2 separate regions of the Hordeum vulgare genome follow, and region 1 is linked to region 2. A link is a contact called in public Hi-C data. All regions are on one chromosome and are shown on one strand. Each heading gives the region's core, a stretch centred on a gene start, on an enhancer-like site or on the middle of the called end of the contact. The rest is flanking DNA. Distances are from core to core; before and after follow the strand shown.

Region 1 (5,337 bases), core at 147-2,646, 300 kb before region 2:
ACAATATACTCTCATTCAATAAAAAGGCCCATGGGGAAAGTGACCCCTGTTTCTCTAGAATAAAAGGGCCAGTTCTGCTCAGCTAATACAGTATGTTAGACCACGCATACAAAACGAGCAGCATCAGTGGAAATCGTCCACCATAACCAAACCAAACTAAGTCTAAGTCTAAGACTAGATCCTAGCACAGGGTTGAATACAAGGACGCGCCGACCGCGAGCTGTCGAATTTCTGCTCTTCTGCAGGAATGGGCAGTTGTCAGTTAACCCTGGCACTGCATCCCCCCATTTCGGCACAGTGCACGCTCGCATTGCAGCAGTTTCCAACACATACTCTAGAGTTAGAGCCCACTGACGGCTCGAGATATGAGGGGCACGCCGCCGCACTCGAAACCGCGAGCAAAATCGCTAGGCAGCACCATTACGCCGGCCGGCGGGAGGCGCGGAGAGACGCGAACCTAGAGAAGCAGGATACGACGCACGGATTCGGTGCCACGCCGGGGCGCACTCCCGCCAAACGGCGCAGGTCGGGCGGCGGCGCGAGTTGCGCTGCCACCGGACCCCTCGCGTCCCGCACGTCGCCGCCCCGCCGGAGTAGGGGGCGGCTCCGACCCATCTGGGGAATGGGGGCCGGGCCGGAGCCCGGTGTGGGGAGAGACGACGGGAAACAGATCACGCATTTGGCCCAGCACGACGCGCTGGGACGGCCCGACACATATCTGGGCCTCGCGCCGAGAAACACTGGTACTGGGCCGGCCCAGGCCAGGTGATTGGCGTCGGAAATAGCGCGTCCGTGCCCGTGGAATGGATCAACGCGGGCGGACGACTCTGTTGGACCCCACGACTAGTCGACCCATGCTCCCGGTCTAGAAGCAGACACCACGACGAAATCGCCATCGCCGCCGGCGACGGCGGCGCAGGACGACGGCCGGCGACGAGCAAACCGATCGAAAGCAAGGCAGAAGAACCCATCGAACGTACCTCGCGCACGCCGTCGAGGTGCCGCACGACGGCCTCCACGGCGCGGAGGCTCCTGGCGACGTTGTCGTGGGCCCTGTGCGCGCTCCACGTCCTCGCCTGCAGACCACAAAGACAACGGCGAGCCAGGTGATGGACGGAGCGGCGTGTGCGACGAGACGAGAGTGGAGGGGATCATCGGCTGGCTATAAGTAATTCGGAACCTGGGCGGGGCGCACGGCCTCGTCGACGGCGGCCATGCGGCGGCCGATGGAGGCGACCGCGGCGGCCGAGCCGTCGCGCACAGCCTCGCTCCTGCACATCGAGTTGCGCAGCAAGCTCGCCTTCTCGCGCAGCAGCGCCGCCTCCGCCGCCACCATCGCCGTCGCACTCGTAGCACGCTCCGTCGAAGTCGAAGAAGCAAAACAAGCCTGTGGTTATTCGTACAAGATATTTAACCGGAGGGGGTATTTATTACTATATTTTTTAGTACAATCGACACTCACGCGCAACTCAAGCTGTTTCTCTCGCGCGTGCAGCTACGCGCTTCATTTCTTTCTTCTTAGGAGTATATTTAATTTGTTTTCCTTTGACAAATTCCTTTTCTTATCTCCTAAGGTTAAAAGGAAAAATCATGACCGAATGAATGAAAATAAATACTCTAGAGAAACAGGGAGTGCTAACTATGGGTTAGAGGGAGTACTAACTAACTATCTATTTTTGAGACTTTACAAAGATATTCCTGGTTGATCCTTGCTTCCAGTGTTAAGTCACCGTCTTCACAAAATGAAGAAGAAAAATACACTCATGGTAGAAAATCTTCACTCATCATATGGCAATTAATAATAATAAAAAAATTATGCTTCTAGTGTTAAAATTAATATTAGTAAAGGATTTACAACATACTCTCTCCGTTCCAAAATATAAGACCTTTTAGGGATTTCACTAGGAGACTACATACGGAGCAAAATGAGTGAATCTATACTCTAAAATATGTCTATGTACATTCATATGTAGTTTATAGTACAATCTCTAAAATGTCTTATATTTAAGAACGGAGGGAGTATATTCGAATTCATTGCCCACCATTATTTTCTAGATTTTTCTGTGCTAACGTTTCCTCGACTTCTAGAAGACGACACTTCTAGTGCCATTTGTTTGCCTACCACAACTTTCATGTGTGTGTGATTATTGCCCAATGGTGCTACTGGTTGAGCGTTTCAATTATGATTATTGTCCAGAAACCGCCAAGGAAGATCCTTACTTCCGGTGATAACTAGCGGCACAATGATCCACTAGCTTTAAGAAAATATTCATTCATCACATAATACAATTGGAAATGGGGATTTAATTTAATCCTTAAAAGGTGAATGTAAAACATATACCTATTCAATATTTACTAAATCATATTACACTAATATTTGTGTGGTTGTGCGCGGGCAACACGCTTGGTGTCATGGTTGCGTATCACGGCTTTCACGTACATGAGATTAGCCAGCAGTGCTATCCGCTGGATGTTTTAATTATAATTATCACCTAGAAACCATCACTGGATGGCCCTTACACCGACCCACTAGCTCTACAAGAAATCATTATTTCATACTGTGAAAAGTTTAACAATGGATTTAAATTAATCCATGAAATTGAGAACTTAGAACATATATATTCATATTCATTGACCACCATTATTCGCTAGATTTTATTGTGCTAAATTTAACCATGGATTTAAATTGATCCATGAATTTGAGAACTTATAACATATATCTTCATATTCATTGACCACCATTATTCACTACTCCCTCTGTACCTAAATAATTATATTTGGAGACAACTAGTCTAATTCTCTCCAATTACAATTATTTAGGTAAAGAGGGAGTAGATTTTGTTGTACTATTTTTTTTCACAAATACGCTGGTGACGCGCTCGGCGATATCGGTTTGCCAACCATAGTTTTCGCACGCATGTGATAGGTCATCGTGACACTGACCAAGTGTTTCAACTATAATAATCATCCAAAACCCGTTCATAGACGATCCTTTGCTTCCGGTGGTAACTAGCAGTACAATGATACATCAGTTCTATTGAAAATATTCATTCATCACATAGTACATTGGAAATCGGGATATAATTTACTCCTTAAAAGGAGAATGTAAAATATCTTACTACTCAATGTTTATAATTATTCGCTAAATCCTACTGCGCTAATATTTTTGTGGTTGTGCATTCGGTATGAGCATAGTGCCACCGGTTCGTGTGTCACAACTATCACATATATGAGATTAGCCAGCCGTGCTACCTGTTGGGTGTTTGAATAACAATTATCACCCAGAAAACCATCACTGAATGGCACGTACTTTTCGCAGTAGCTAATCATACAACGATTCACTAGCGATACAGTAAATCATCACAATGTGAAAATAAAGGTTTTAAAATTAAAAATTTAGAACATACTCCAATTCAACGACCATTATTATTCCCTAGCTTTTATTGTACTAACGCTTCCGCCGAAACAAATGGACCAACCACTTGCCACAGCGGTCAACTCTAAAAACGAAAAGTTTGAAATATATGCGTGTTCGCTAAATCCTATTGCGCTAATGTTTCCGAGGTGATTAGCCAGCAGTGCTATATGTTGAGTGTATATCTGGCCATGGGCAGCCCGGTCCGGTAGTCTCGGCCCAGAAAAGCCTGACCCGATCCAATCCGACCTTGCCCACGGGCCAGGCTCGGGCCTGATAATGAAGCCCGACGGTCGGGCCGGGCCGGACTCGGGCCCGTGGATACCCGGTTTTACGCCTACATCGGGCCGGGCCAGGTTTATTTGGGCTCGGGCTGGGCTCAAAGATTAGGCCCGACGGTCGGGCCGGGCCAGACTTGGACCTGGAATTTTTACCACGGGTTATTTTAGGTCCGGCCCGAGGCCCGGCCCGGCATGAGGTATGACCAGGTAGAGTTGAGTGTTTCAATTATAACTGTTGCCCATAAACCGCGAGTGGTTGGTTCTTGCTTTCGGCAGGAACTAGGAATACAAAAATCCACTAGCTCTGTGAAAATCTTTCATCGTTATGATGTCAAAAAAGGAGAGGATTTTATTTTCATCCCTAAAAGGTGAATTAAAGTTTATGCCAATTCAACCCGAGCTATGATATGATACAGAGAGCAATGCTAGACTTACGGACTGAGTTGTTACAGAAAGATTTTACGGACTGGCTAGATGCCCACCATTGAATTGATGGCTGTGTGCGTAACAAACTCCCGCATAAGTGTTGGATTATTGGATCCGGATGGATACAGGCGGTTTGAGGAGAGGGCACGTCCTGAACCCATGGGCATATGAATTCACTTTTTAATGCATTTTAAGCACGTCTTAAAATGTAAAAAAATCAAATAAAAACAAAATGCATACATGTTTACAAATTTGGGTGTGCCGCACAAAGTTTTCTGGAAAAATGTCTTTTTTGTTTTGTCTTTGAAAAAAGACAAATTTCAGTTGTTCTAAATAATGTTTTAAAGACATTTTTTTTGCACACGCCACAAAAAGTTATTTTTTTGTGAAACTTTATGCACGCAAATAGAACATGAAGACGTACCCATGGAACTTTTTTCAGATTGTTTTTAGCATTTGAAAATGGATTTACCGAAGTGGGTTAATATATATCCGGGTTTATCCATGCAGTTTTCATGGTTTGAGGGTCCAATGACATCTATCTATGATGAGATCGAAGTAGCACACGAGGACATCAGAGCAAGCACAATTGCTTGTACGTGTGAATGTGTGACCAAAAGTATACTCAGTAAACAAAGGGACCAACCACTTGCCACTGCGGTCAACTCTAACACAATCCATAACGGAGACATGCATTGATCACTCTGTTCAGCTTGATTGCCAAACAGGGAATGCTGACGAACTATGTCGACCGCTTGATTGCTGCATAGTGCTGGTGCCGAAATAGGCTATCAAGAATTTCAGCACTCCGATCCATCCTCGAAAGAGGAATTTCAGCACATCGAAAACCCAGACAAATCATACAGCTAGAGCGTACACCAGAATCATAGACGAGGCCAGAGCGTGGGTGCCAGCTTCTTCGAACCACCATGAGTCCTGGTAGAGGCTAGTGGATTTACGCGAGGCTGCTTGCACCTCGCTTGACCGTTTTTCCCCCCAACCAGCTGCGTGTAACTGTTTCACTTCATCAATGAAAATCAGCAACCTGCTGCTTTTTTTTTTGTCAAAAATAGAGCGTACACTCTGTACAGAGAGGTTGCATCGTGACGAGGGCCAATGCATCCGGTGGTATTGCAGAAACACGAAAAGAGGGTAAACCATATATTATTAATCCTTGAAGAACACTACCAAGCAAAACCAGCCATTTTTGTTGAC
Region 2 (5,168 bases), core at 1,326-3,825:
TGGGCCTAAGTGACAGGTGGTATAGGCCCAACCCCAAGACTAAATGGAAGAGTTTGAGAGGGGTGAGGAGATGGCATGAGTATGCTGGCTACTGTAGCATACCTCCATGGAAATATCTACGGCCCAATTCTGGATAGCCACGCATACCAACTACCAGCCATAAATGTATACCGGTCAGTGACATGAGCCTTTGTGAAAGATATTAGGAATGTATCTAATACTAAGCTATCAAAATCATTAGACAGAATCAGGAGATAACATCAAAGGTACTCCCTCCGTTCACTATTATAAAATGTTCAAACTTTTTTCTGAATCGGATGTATATAGACGCATTTTAATGTGTTTGTTCACTCATTTCAGTCCGTATGTGGTCCATACTGAAATATCCAAAACATCTTATATTTGTGAACGGAGGGACTATAACTTAGAAAGAGTTCCAATTACTACATGAATTGCGTTTCTATTTGAATCAAACATAAAGATATAACTCGACCTTACTGCACTAAGTTCTGCACTTTGACTTTCGTTACCTAAACAATTGAGCACCAGGGATTCAACAGTTCCCCTGAACACCAAAGTTGACTAACCGTTACAGGCTACGGGGAACTAAATGTTTGGATTCCAATTCATTAGGAAGCTTCATACAACCGGATGCATTATGAAAACTTCAGATCAGTACAAGCGTGACCATGGGTGCATGTGAGTGGTTGGATAGATTCAATATGCTCATCTCACAGTTTAATGTCTCATCAGACTTTCCTGCCCATTCCTTCATAAGGAGGTTTGTATTGAATTTTTGTCTATGCATCTCATATAATTTATTTCCAATGTACTACAGCTGGAGTCATGTATGTGCACATGCATACCGTGCAAGACAAGTGTGCACAGCATACTCCGCACATGCATACAAGTGCATCCAGTGAAATGAGTTGTTAGCAATAACAGGTTGAAATGTAAAGGAGCACATGCTAGGTATAAGGTGTTGAACTCCGACTTCTAACAATACAAAAAGTTGAGATGGATCTGTAACATCTATGTTACATACAACTATGGCATATACAATCTTCCATGGTAGCTGTAAGCTTATAATGCATAAAGTTTAATGGATAATGAAGCATGTTCTGATGTCAGTATGGATATATATAATAAGGCATGCTGTCATATCATCATGGACACTTATGGTACGACGTACTTTCAAATGGGTTTTGCTAACAACTTGACTGACATCAGATTTACTTGGAGAATAGCTACATCCTACTCCCTCCGTTCCTAAATATAAGTCTTTTTAGAGATTTCACTAGAGACAACATAAGAAGCAAAATGAATGAATCTACACTTTAGAGTATGTCTATATACATCCGTATGTAGTCCATAGTGAAATCCCTAAAAGGACTTATATTTAGCAACGGAGGGAGTACATGTCATGAATAATAGTGTGGTTGTTGGGCAGAGAGAGTTGTGCAACTGCTATGGCTATGCAGCTATATCTTGGGGTTGCAGTATTCTGTCTGTTAAGTGTCAATTGGTATGCCTGTGCATTAAAATGATTCTTGTAGGACTATCCTTGAAACAGATAAAAGCCAGCAATAAACTGTGCTTACTAGGCATCATTCTTAGCACAAGCAACACAGCAGGCTTACCACTTCTGAGCCTGGCCCTTCCAGTTTGTTCCCCACCTAGCATTCAGCTTGTCTTTGACATCCGCGGGGAAATCATATGTCAACCAATTGGGGGCCTACACGGACACACGCGAAGCGATCAGCAAGAAACCTTTTTGTTACGAAAACAAATTCATCTAGCTGCATATTGGGTGGAGAGACACTAGAGATTTACCACTACTTAAGACAGTTGAAATTGACCAATTCATTCCAGCTATGCTTGAAAGTAAATCATGATTATAACAACATGTGAAGAAAGTGATGGACTGCCGAGTGCCGACTGACCTCGGCGACAATCTCGGCGGATCTAACACCGGTTTCTTCCCTCAATTCCCTGATGGCAGCTGCTCGCGGCTCTTCCCCTGGGTCTATCCCACCCTGTGGCGACACAGAACACTAGGAAAATCAACAACGGTCCGGTATCACGCGTACCAGGATGCAGCACCAACGATAGTAGTAATCGATAATTAGGCTGACGAACGACGAGTTTCACTGGCCGTCAGACTGTTGTTTTAGTACTAGTACCTGAGGCATCTGCCACGCGGTGGGGATGTCGATCCTGGACGCGGAGAAGATCTGCGGGAGGAGAGAAGCGATCAGCGAGAGAGTGGGGCATGGAGAGCGTCAACGGGGACGGCGAGGGGGGAGGGGAGGGGTGGGGTGCCTTGGTGAGGGAGGGGTCGGCGAGGCAGATGCCGACGTTGGTGCGGTAGCCCTCGGGCGGCGAGTCCATGGAGGCGAACACGGCGAGCGGCGAGGCCGAGCAGGAGAGCGGGCGGCGGCGGGCGATCCGGGGGAGCCGGAGGACGGCGGCGGCGGCGGCGGCGGAGGAGGAGATGGTGGGGGTGAGAATGAGGCAGCGTGCGGCGGCCACCGTCATCGGTCCACCCGCAAACCCAACCCAATCGATTGGGGAGACAACGAGAGTGGTGGGACGGACGGCGGCCAGCGGATTGGGTGGCGCGCCGGCCTGCTTTCGCACATGCCAGGCCCAAAATGGGATTGCCTGTATTACTACGCTCAGGGCCGTGGGCTCAATAGAGATAACCTTTTTTTTCCTTAGGCCTTAACAAAAATCTCGGAGAAAACCGGCCAATTCATTGCTTTTGTTTATACTCAGTCGGCAACAAGGTACAACTATGTTCCTCTTTCGTCAGTTGCTATGTTTGTAGCACTGGCAATACTTTTAAGCCAATGTCTATTATATTGTACTATCAAAATAGTCCGTGCGTTGCAACGAAACAGAAAATAACACACGCTCTGAACGTAATATATTTTCACATGGCATCACATTTGTGTTGCCAACGATGACCTTAGTGCTCACACAGAGAAAACGCGTTTGAATGTACAGTCACTCGGAATAAGATGAGAAATATGTTGTTTCTCCCCACGAGGTTTTTCAAAGATGTGCATGTGTGGTTAACGATGTTTTCTTTTCTCTCAATTTGGTTTTAATTTAGTGGATGTTTATTGCAATTCGTATCGTCATCGGAAATAGAAAAAAAGGACCGTGCACTACAGATTAAGTTTGCACCAAAAAATATATTTAAGAAGTATTCAACAGCTAAAAATAACATCCTATTTAGATTCTACACATTTTTCTAATCAAATTTCATATATAACATGTTAAAATCGAAGATACGGTTTAAAAGATATGGATAATTTTGTTTTAGATAAAATGTGGATTGATTAACTGAAAAGTCAGTTTTTTTTTGTTAAAACGAAAAAAAGTTTCGACTGACTTAAATCCGAACTGCGGGTTGATTACCTGAAACATCAGGGGGTTTTCTTAAAAAGACAAAAAAAAGATTAGTTTTCTGACTTAAATCCGGACTGCAGGTTGATTACCTGAAACATCAGGGGGTTTTCTGGAAAATGCAAAAAAAAAGATTCATTTTCTGACTTAAATCTAGACTGCGGGTTAATTTCAGGAAACGTCAGGGGCATTTTTATAAAAGTGACACGACGGACGACAGAAGCGAACGACGCTTTATTATTAGGGAGAGTAAACTATGAGTGAACCCTCTCGAGCAAACTAACTCGCGCCATATGAGTCTATGTTATTATTTTATTTTGCGAGAAACCATGCGAAGTTCATAGATAGACGAAATTTTGAAAAATAAACATCAACATATTCCAGGGGACCAAGGCAGATGAGATATGTGACAAACGGAAAGAAATATGTACCACAATCACAACATAAGCAAAATTGATCACCCTTATGTATCTGGAAGGAATAGAAAAAAAAAATCGGTGAAGATGACACATCGATCATAGAAAGGGAGCTAGAACAAACGGAGTATAAGAGTGGTCAACCATGGCTGATTGCTTTTGTATATGAGAAGCCTTGATTGTGGTTTTATTTTGCTGCTTTTGTGTATGGGAAATCTTGACTGTTTTTTTTTGCTGGTTTTGTATATGAAAATTTCAGATTGTTGATTTGTGTTATCCATTGTTAGAAGGAAAGTGTGGTTGAGCATGCCTGATTGATTTTGCATATGTGAAGCCTTGATTGCTGGTTTTGCATATGAAAAATTTAGATTGCTGATTTGTATTTATCTCTCGATGGAAGTAAAGGGTAATTGAGCATGATTGATTAGTTTTTGTATATGGGAAGTCTTGATTGCTTTTTTATTTTGCTGTCCTTCGATTGCACGCGCGCGGGGAGGGGCGTGGGGTTGGGTACAAGACGTACCACGTATCGACAACACCCTCAAGAGGGAAAACGATGCAGAGCGCCATCATCGCCGAGTTCACCGAACAAAGGTCTTCACCTGAAGCCTTGAGACACAAAGAAGAACCACAATCACATCTTCAAGAAGAGCACGGCACCGCTGGCGCCAATGCACGGAGCTTTCGCGAGGCAACTCACCCATGCCAATACGAGGCTGCCAAGAGGAGCACCATGATGTAAGATCCCCATATCCGGATGAGGACGCCACCTCTCTGGAAGAGAGAGCACGTCCGCGCTACCCGCCACCTTACATACCGTTGCCCACACAATCCGGGAAGGAAGCCACCATCATCGAGATGCTGCCCGCCGGAGAGCAAGCATGCAAACCGCCATCCGAGGCCACCGCCCCGGCATCACCGTCGCGAGATACCGTTGGTCGCGCACCTCACGCCGCACACAACCATGGTAAGATGAGCGAAACCAGTCCATTAACCCTAGCCCGGCATCAGTCCCCAAGTTTGGATAGACGCCTTCATCATAGGCGACATCTACACATACGTCCCCTGCCAATACCGAGTGGACTGGGAGAGACATGACTCCAAGACTGTCGACGGCCGCCGACAAGCTTGCCACAAACCTGTGGCCAGGCGAGCTCACATGACGCCATGTCCACGGTCACCTACGTTGATCCATGCACTACGGGAATCAAGATGTTTACGGTGAGGCGCTAACAGACGATAAAGACTTGTATATAGACGATAAAGATTTTGCCGTCAACCAACAGACGACAAAGCTTGATGTCATACTATGAACGGACAAAGAAAACTTTGCCGTCA

What was found. A called contact is a pair of places that touch in the nucleus more often than the background predicts.
Region 1: a Hi-C map of leaf shows a contact between it and region 2, with 3 times the contacts expected there. The contact joins the promoter of LOC123428466 here to the promoter of LOC123428462 in region 2. A contact is called at or near these places in 2 of 6 Hi-C or Micro-C datasets (leaf and seedling).

Annotation. Positions count from the first base shown.
Region 1 is chr2H:654,754,806-654,760,142 of MorexV3_pseudomolecules_assembly, reverse strand. LOC123428466 (exocyst complex component EXO70A1-like) reads right to left here and starts at 1,396. Exons shown (of 13, transcript XM_045112678.1): 1 at 1,181-1,396; 2 at 981-1,076. The coding sequence starts at 1,336.
Region 2 is chr2H:654,459,761-654,464,928 of MorexV3_pseudomolecules_assembly, reverse strand. It overlaps LOC123428462 (nudix hydrolase 26, chloroplastic-like), which reads right to left and starts at 2,575. Exons shown (of 6, transcript XM_045112673.1): 1 at 2,323-2,575; 2 at 2,184-2,234; 3 at 1,944-2,036; 4 at 1,641-1,735. The coding sequence starts at 2,538.